Regions from separate parts of the Mus musculus genome. Here all the other regions are linked to region 2. Evidence: chromatin contacts called from public Hi-C and HiCAR-type data. All regions are on one chromosome and are shown on one strand. The core of a region is the stretch at or near the end of the contact, and the rest is flanking DNA. Distances in the headings are between cores, read along the strand shown. Region 1 overlaps Med12l (mediator complex subunit 12-like). Region 2 holds the start of Rap2b (RAP2B, member of RAS oncogene family). Region 3 holds the start of P2ry14 (purinergic receptor P2Y, G-protein coupled, 14).

Region 1 (2,700 bases), core at 79-2,578, 2.2 Mb before region 2:
AGGTATTTTAAGGATGTCTGCCAAAGTAATTTGAAAGGAGCTTCTAAAAAGTCTAACCTTGCTGTGACACATTGCATGCAGAGCATGGCTGTGCTTCCCGGTATGACACACAAAATCCTGCTGGAACCTGTTGGCTTGGAGTAATGAAGAATGAGGGCATTATTCAATCTCTGCCACACGATAGAAGTCTCATGTTGCCAAACTATACCTTCTGCTAAAGACGGATAGCCTTAGGGATTCACTGTCGTTTTGTCTCTTCATCTGAGCATGATGGAGGAGCAATTGTCTAATGTAGTGCTACCACCTTCTGGCAGGCTGAAAGAGATCAGTTTATAACATGGTTCCTGTGTGGGGCATTTGTGTGGTAATGCACAGCACACAGAGCCTCACTTGGATGTGGGTCCTGATGAAGCACAGTGCTACTTAAATGTCAGCCAGATGTCACTCCAGCAGGATCTTGGTGTTCCTGGAAGCCTTGATGTTAGCAAAGGTTCAAAGTTGAGAACCTTAATTGTTACAGACCAGAAACTCCTGCACATGTGTTTCATCTTTGTGTGTCCTTTTGGAAAAAGATGTCAAGAAATCAGAAGCAGGTGTTCTGTGTTTTAACTTAAGTTAGAAAGATCACGTTTCTCCTTATCTGCTTGGATCCCAAGAAGGAACTCAACTGTCATAATACTTGGAAGTGTTTGGATACATCTGGGGGGGGGGGAGAGGGGGGCTCTGTTTTGGAATCATTCTTAGCGACGGTGGGCAGTGACCGTTCTTGATGGCTTCTCTGATTTGATATCCTCAGTGTCCAGTACTACAGGAAGTACTTAAAAGACTGCTTAGTGAATATACTAGGAACCTATTATTGGAAGAGGGACTGGTCTATTGAGTGTTCTGTAACTGAGAGGAAACGCAGGCATAGAATTAGTCTGCAGACAGTGAGGGTCATGCCCTGGTGTTAGATCATCTCTTTGCTCCTTTCCTGTCTCTGCTCTTCAGAGCCTGCTCTGTAGGGATCTGAAGCCAGATATGCTTAGCAGTTCACACTGCTACAGACTGGGGAGGGCAAGGCGACCCTTGGTGTGATAGTTTATTTATTAGGACTCTCACTGCTAGTCTTTCTGGCCAGGGGATGGAACAAGTTTGGAAAGTAAGCTTTGAAAACTCAAGGAGAGTCCCCAGCTGGGATGAAACTGAAGAAATTCCATAGGGGATAAACTCAGAGTTGTCCAGGAAAATAAAGGCTGCTTATCATGCTGGGGTGATGTGTGGGAGGAGCAGGGCTCAGCAAGTTTGTGGTGTGGAGACTTGCCTGAGGGTTAACTGCAAGTTAGAGGAAGTGCTTCAGTGATCCCAAGCCAGGGTGTGTGCTTTCTTAAACTGTTTAGGAGCCATTTTCTTTCTCCTCAGCAAACTGATATGGGCAGAGTACATAATTCTAGATTCTGTGTGTGGGTTTCTGCAATTAATACTGTACAGGTTACTCATCTCTCTAGTTACCTTCTTTGTAGTTTGGGGTACTTTTTGTCATTTGAGATGGTTCCATAGAGTCTAGGCTGGCCTCCAACTTCCTGGGTAGTCAAGGGTGACCTTGAACTCACCTTGCTTCTTCCACCTCTCCTAAATTGGAATTGCAAACATGTGACACCAAAACTGGCAAGTTGCTTTGTCTGGACTAGTTAGTTTAATTCGTGGGAAAAAGAAGCTCAAATTTCTTTGTTGGAATGGGCCATTAAAGAAACATCCTTGTTTCTGCTTTTGTTTGTGTCTCGGGGATGGTGAAACAGTGTTATCCAGTGAACAGTTGTGTTTCCCCAACATCTGTCATTCGGGTTGCTTCACTAATGTGTTGTCATTGAGGAATCTATATGCCCCTTCATCTGGGACTTTCCAATGATTAGATCTGTAAGCACCACTTTCGTTTATACATTATCCAGCTTAAGGTCATTAGTTTATAGCAAGAAAAAGCTGAGTGATTTGGATAAGAATATATGGTCATAATGTATGATCTATCAGAAGGCATGCCTTTCAGTTGAGAATGAAAATTTAGAGTCTATATGCCATGTGACATCATAGGAGAATATGTTCAGAACCCATCTAGGACATAAAGGGAATCACAGACTGTCTTAGTCAGGGCACAAATATCATGACCAAGAAGCAAGTTGGGAGAAAAGAGTTTATTCAGCTTACATTTCCACATTGCTGTTCATCACTAAAGGAAGTCAGGACTGAAACTCAAGCAGATCAGGAAGCAGGGGGTGATGCAGAGGCCATGGAGGGATGTTACTTAATGAGTTGCTTCTCCTAGCTTGCTCAGCTTGCTTTCTTATAGAACCCAAGACTACCAGCCCAGAGATGGTCCCACCCATAAGGGGCCCTCCCCCATTGATCACCAATTGAGAAAATGACTTATAGCTTGATCTCATGGAGGCATTTCCTCAAGGGAGGCTCCTTTCTCTGTGATAACTTGATAACTCCAGCTTGTGTTAAGTTGACACACAAAACTAGCTAGTACAATTGACCCCTTGTCAATTTGACACACAAACACATCACTATTAAGCCTCAACCCTTGCTTTCTTATTCATACCCAGATCTAAATGACTTTAAGAGTCCCACAGTCTTTACAAATTATTATATATTTCAATCCCTTTAAAATATGCAATCTCTTTTAAAACTCAAAGTCTTTTTACAATTCAAAGTCTCTTAACT
Region 2 (2,700 bases), core at 50-2,549:
GCCCCCGGGCTCCCGCTGCCAGTGCAGTACACAGACAGGTCTCGACATCTCTCCTAGCAAGGATCTAGAGAGACTCGGGACAAGTCCAGGCGTCACCTCACATCGCCGTGCAACTGAGCGGAGCCAAGTCTTGAGACTGCCCTCCCCACCAAACAGAGCTTTGGGAAGAGGCAAGCCCGGGCAGCCCCACCTCCCCTGATGCCACGAACTTGCGGTGGCTCATTGCTCATCCCAGCCTTCTTCCTGCTAAGATCAAGTTAGGAACTTCAGGGTTTCTTAAAGACGGGGAGCAGCAATGAGCTCTAGTTGCTCTCTTTAAGGGACGGTCGTGACTGGGCTTAAAGAAGTCAGACTCCCTCCTGAACACCAACAAAGGACTATATTTAGTTTGGAGCACTCCACCTAAATTCCTTCTTTTCCCCTCTCAGCTTCAGATGCACAGGCCCGGGCAGTGGGTGGAAGGGGGCGGGGAGCAGTGGAGAAGGAACAGCTGGGCCTCCGCCTCTCCACTCAATCTCTATAAATAACCAATCCTGAGCGGAGGCGACTTTGCAGCCAATGAAGCTGTCTAAAGCGACAAAACCTCAGCAACAGCCAATGGAAAAACATTTGGGGGTGTGAGACTCACATCCTGGGGCCAATGAGTTGGGAGTCTGGGAGAGGTAATTTGAGCTGGCGTGTGGGTGTGCGGTGCGAAACCTTCCTACTTGCAAGCCCCAAACCTGCTCCTCCGACTGAGCATGCCCTGACTCGGTGCGGGAGCCACGGGGCTCGATCCACAAGCCATATTTTGGCTCTAACCAAAGGGGTGTTGGGGAGGGGGGAGACGTAGGATGACCCCGCAACTCTTGCCCTGAAGGCTGCAGCTCTCCACAGATTCCCAGCCCTAACTCCTTGTCCGGACAGGGACTCAGGTCGAGTTCTTCGTGGGAAACTGAGGAACACCGGGCCAAGTGGGAGCACGAACCTCTGCTACCTTCCGGGGCCTGAAAAATGCCCTGCAAGTGTACGATCCTGAGAGGCGCGCAGCAGCCTGAGTTCGGGGACAAGTGTCTATCCTTTAACAGCGCAAGCCGACGAAGAGGTCGCAGCCAGCTGCTGCCTGCTGTCCCCATAGGAGGCCGGCAGCCGCACAGCCCCGACCGAGGTGACTTCGGTTTGGCGAGCTTTCCACTTACAAGCACACACAAGCAAGACTGCCCAGTTCCAAGATTCGCGCCGCCCCGCCCTGCCCCGCCCAGCCCCTGTTTGCCACACCCTCTGTCACGCCCCCTCCCGATGCGGCGGAAAAGCTGGAGCGGAGTTCGGGCGGGGCACCGCGGGCGACGTACTGGGCATGCTCGGCTGGGCGGGGAGGGCTGGGCTGCGCGCGGCGAGTAGGAAGCCCTCGCCCAGCGGAGGCTGCGGGAGACAGAGGAGAGAGAGTGATGGGTCGCGGAGCTGGACGCACGTTCCGCGGGGACTCATGCCACGCGTGTCTCAGCCGGACGCCCAATTAGCAGCCGCCTCTGCAACCAGCCGCCACCTCCTCCCGGCCCTCCCAGGCTGCCGGGGCGAAGAGCTCCAGCCGTTGTCTTGCTCCGGCTGCGCGCATTGTCCTCAGGGTCCTCCGACAGGGCTGCTGCGGGGCCCGGGACCCGCGCCCTAGGGACGCGCCCCCGCTGCCGGTCGGCCTGGCGCGGGGCTCTGCTAGTCTGTTGGCGAGCCCGTGCTACCGGGCTAGTCTCGCCGGGGTTTTTCCTGCGAAGTTGAGGAAGGGGAGAAGTCCACCCGTCCGCCCAGCCCAGCCTTCCCCGGCGCGCAGCCCCGACGGGGCCGCGGCAGGCGCGACGAGGGCGCCGACGGAGCCATGAGAGAGTACAAAGTGGTGGTACTGGGCTCGGGCGGCGTGGGCAAGTCCGCGCTCACCGTGCAGTTCGTAACAGGTTCCTTCATCGAGAAGTACGACCCGACCATCGAGGACTTTTACCGCAAGGAGATCGAGGTGGACTCGTCGCCGTCGGTGCTGGAGATCTTGGACACCGCGGGCACGGAGCAGTTCGCCTCAATGCGGGACCTGTACATCAAGAATGGCCAGGGCTTCATTCTCGTCTACAGCCTGGTCAACCAGCAGAGCTTCCAGGACATCAAGCCCATGCGGGACCAGATCATCCGCGTGAAGCGGTACGAGCGCGTACCCATGATCCTGGTAGGCAACAAGGTGGACTTGGAGGGTGAACGTGAGGTCTCCTATGGCGAGGGTAAGGCCCTGGCCGAGGAGTGGAGCTGCCCCTTCATGGAGACATCGGCCAAAAACAAAGCCTCAGTGGATGAGCTATTCGCAGAGATCGTGAGGCAGATGAACTACGCGGCACAGCCCAACGGCGACGAGGGCTGCTGCTCGGCCTGCGTGATCCTGTGAGGCGCCGTCTGCCGCCGGGCGCTGGCCACGCTCTGTGCACAAAGCCAAACGCACCCGATTCTCTTAATGTGATTGTCTTCTTGCTTTGAGATTGGAGACGACTTTGTTGTCTTGGCTGGGATGTCCGAGGAACCTGGCTGACTTGTGTAGCCAGCATCCCCAGCCTTCAGCCAGGGTCTGAGAGGGTGTACGTTGCAGAGCATCTGAGACCCCGGTGGAAAAATGGCTCTATACAGCGTGTACGTTCCTCGTTGATTTTGGTTCATGCATATTTCCCCGTTTAAATAGCCATTAAGGCT
Region 3 (2,736 bases), core at 40-2,539, 2.2 Mb before region 2:
TCGATTACTGCCCTTATTATGTAAACATCCAGCTAAAGGGCTAGCCAGTTCTGCACAGTCTTGCATTTCTCTCCTATTCATGCATAAATTACATTTTTTATTAGTCATAGTCATTGTATGCTAGAGACAAGGAAATAGATTGGGAGCCGGATGGTTTCTCTGAGTACTAGTCTTGCCCTTTAATTAGACAAGTCACCTTGACTCTGAAACTTGCTAAACTCAGTTTCAGATTGGTAAGACAGAGACATACAGAGATTTTTTTTTCCAGTGTCCCCTGCCTATTCGGAACACCCAGTGACCTGACGATCTGACAGCATGTGTTCCAAGTCTTAAAGGTGGAGGACAGTAACCTATGAGCTCAGTGCATGGACCTGTTAACTAGAAATCCTCCCTGTCATATAAAATCATGACATGCTGTCACAGTGTCTCTTGGCTCTTGTGCACATGACATGAGCTAAAGGCAGAGAAGGGTCTTCTTTATTTTTAGGAAGAGTGGTCATAGGTATTTTATACCCCAACCCATAACAATTTCTTGTGATTAGCTAATATTTTAAAGTTGTCAGGATATAGTAAATACTGAATTTACTTCTTTTAAACTTCCTTCAGCATGAGGGCACGCTGTGGTTGAGTCTCAAAACCTCTCCCTACAGTTGCAAGTTTACAAATTTTCCATCAAATGAGGTTTTTTTTTTTAACCTATCAATCTTTAGGTGGTTGAATAAATAAACTAGAGCTTACCATAAGTATATTTTAGGTTACAAAAATGTTAGTCAGGCTTCATTTAAGTTACTTTACAATTTACAGAAAAGTAGACTATAGATGGAACTTTGTAAGTATCTTCTTCATCCTCGCCACTCGTGAATTGAAACTAAAACCACTCTTTACGTATTTTTTTTTAAGCCTTAGAGGAAGAAATCAGAACTTAAGGATCAAGGAAATGAAAATATAAACCCTAAGACACAAGCACCAGGAGGCCACTCTGATTCCTCTTTCTCTCTTTTGAAATTAGAGTGTGACTTACCATTGCGTCCCCGTCCCCATCCGTAGCCCAGGCATCAGTGTGTCTGGAGGACAGCAGGGACTCCCTTACATGAACTCCTTCACGTCTGGCTTCAGCTCTGCTGGGGTGGCGGCCTTCATGCTCTGTATTTGTTTTCTTTCCTAAGCATTTTAGTTATTGAGCTGCCTTTGCTCCGAGGGTTGCGTCATAACCCAGCTGCACTTGTCCCCTTCACAGGATCAGATAACTCCTTTTAACCCCATCTCTGCTACTGCACACTGCTATTCTGCATCAGCCTGAGAGCTTGCTTAAAAGAGGAACTCCCAATTCCTAGTCCGTGAGCCCACAGAAGAAAATCATGCTTCATTACCTTGCTGAACGTAGGGAAAGTCCAGTCTCACCTATAAATCCAGTGTTCCATTCATCACATAGGAACAATTTCGGAGACTCAAAGTGCAGAAAGCCATCTTACTTTGGGATTACCTGTAGTCTTTGACTCTACCCTGAACTGGATGGAATTTTCCTACTTACCAATTCTTCTGGCCTCCACAGTCCCTGTAGGTAAGATTGGTTCAGCGACTTAGTATAACATCTGACTGGTACTGAGGGAAATGTACTTTGCTTTTTAGCTTGGGCTGTTCATGTTGACAAGCGGGAAGTGCTGCATTAGGGCTCAAACCAAAACATTTAAAGTACCCTCTGAAATGTTGATGGCTCGCCAAATTCCTGAGCATCCAGCAGTACAGATTTCCACCAGCTTTTGGAGGCCGGCTCTAGTTTGTGCTTATATAAGTTGGAGCTGATGTAGATTTGCTAAGGGTTACAGATTGTCAAGGCCTGATCAAGGGTAAACAGCATGAAGGGGTGTGTGAAGAGGGAGAGGAACCCAGCCGGCAGGAGGATGGATTGTTCCCATGTCTAGCCATGACCTTTTGTGTGAAGCTGTAGTAATAATAGCTACAGTGTTCTCTGTTTGGATTCATTTTAAAGTTTTGATTCACATGGTTTTAACTAGCTAAGGTTCCCCCACTCCCCTTTGCTTTATTTTTTCTGGAAAACTGAACATTTATCTGAGAGTAAAGCACACCTGTGTGGGTGTCCACAGGAGCCTTGCCCTGTACTGGCAATGCAGCAACAGATGAGCAGAGAGTGGTTCAAAAGATGCCAGCCCCCTCTTTGGGACACACATGCCCTGTCCTTGTGGGATGCTAATTGTGCCCAGTCTGCACCATCCTTTAGTGGTGCGTAGGGACTTCCGACCTTTCTCCAGTTTATCAGCACAACTCCGGTCTGATTTTGGATAGCACTATTTCCATGTTGGTTTGCTAACTGACCTGTTTCTGAGTATTTAACAAATTGTTCCCATGGATTTTTTTTTTTTTTTTTTTTTTTGCTCTCCAGTTGTACTCTGGATTAACACAATACCACACCATCTCTCTGTACCATTATGCCGAGGTTCCTCCATGTGCTTAAGCCAACTTTGAATGCTTCCACCCAGCACTGGACCTGGAGCATTTTCTCTGGTCTTTCTTAGATTTCTCTCTCTTTTTTTTTTGGTCTCACCATTTTCCCCTCCCGCCCAACTCTGTCTTACCGAATCAAAAGTAAAAGTTCCTCAAACTGTCTCGTATCTCCTAAGCAACTATCAAACTGTTCTTCTAGCATCCTTTGCAGATGCATTAGAAAATAGTTCCTGTGTGCTGTCTTCACTTCCCTTCTACCTTGTAATCTATTTT

What was found. A called contact is a pair of places that touch in the nucleus more often than the background predicts. HiCAR-type assays count read pairs that join an accessible place to other places.
Region 1: a Hi-C map of uterus shows a contact between it and region 2, with 4 times the contacts expected there. The contact joins the enhancer-like site here to the promoter of Rap2b in region 2. A contact is called at or near these places in 1 of 39 promoter capture datasets (pre-B cells), 1 of 484 Hi-C or Micro-C datasets (uterus) and 1 of 115 datasets of contacts at active chromatin or transcription factors (stem cell-derived neural progenitor cells).
Region 3: a HiCAR-type map of astrocytes shows a contact between it and region 2, with 4 times the contacts expected there. The contact joins the promoter of P2ry14 here to the promoter of Rap2b in region 2. A contact is called at or near these places in 1 of 39 promoter capture datasets (pre-B cells), 2 of 115 datasets of contacts at active chromatin or transcription factors (astrocytes and large pre-B cells) and 1 of 9 other capture datasets (liver).

The regions. Positions count from the first base shown.
Region 1 is chr3:59,169,128-59,171,827 of GRCm38.p6, forward strand. The region is part of intron 15 of Med12l (mediator complex subunit 12-like); the gene reads left to right. Among named protein-coding and RNA genes, the nearest start is that of F630111L10Rik, 17 kb to the left of the region's middle. Within about 2 kb of position 1,329, at least 22 of the 459 cell types and tissues checked have an H3K27ac peak or open chromatin away from gene starts, as enhancers often do. A contact at or near this core is called in uterus, where this site is marked.
Region 2 is chr3:61,363,208-61,365,907 of GRCm38.p6, forward strand. Rap2b (RAP2B, member of RAS oncogene family) reads left to right here and starts at 1,300. Exons shown (of 1, transcript NM_028712.4): 1 at 1,300-2,700. The coding sequence starts at 1,850. The coding sequence ends at 2,401.
Region 3 is chr3:59,129,473-59,132,208 of GRCm38.p6, forward strand. P2ry14 (purinergic receptor P2Y, G-protein coupled, 14) reads right to left here and starts at 1,290. Exons shown (of 2, transcript NM_001287124.1): 1 at 1,022-1,290. The coding sequence starts at 1,024. The region is part of intron 15 of Med12l (mediator complex subunit 12-like); the gene reads left to right.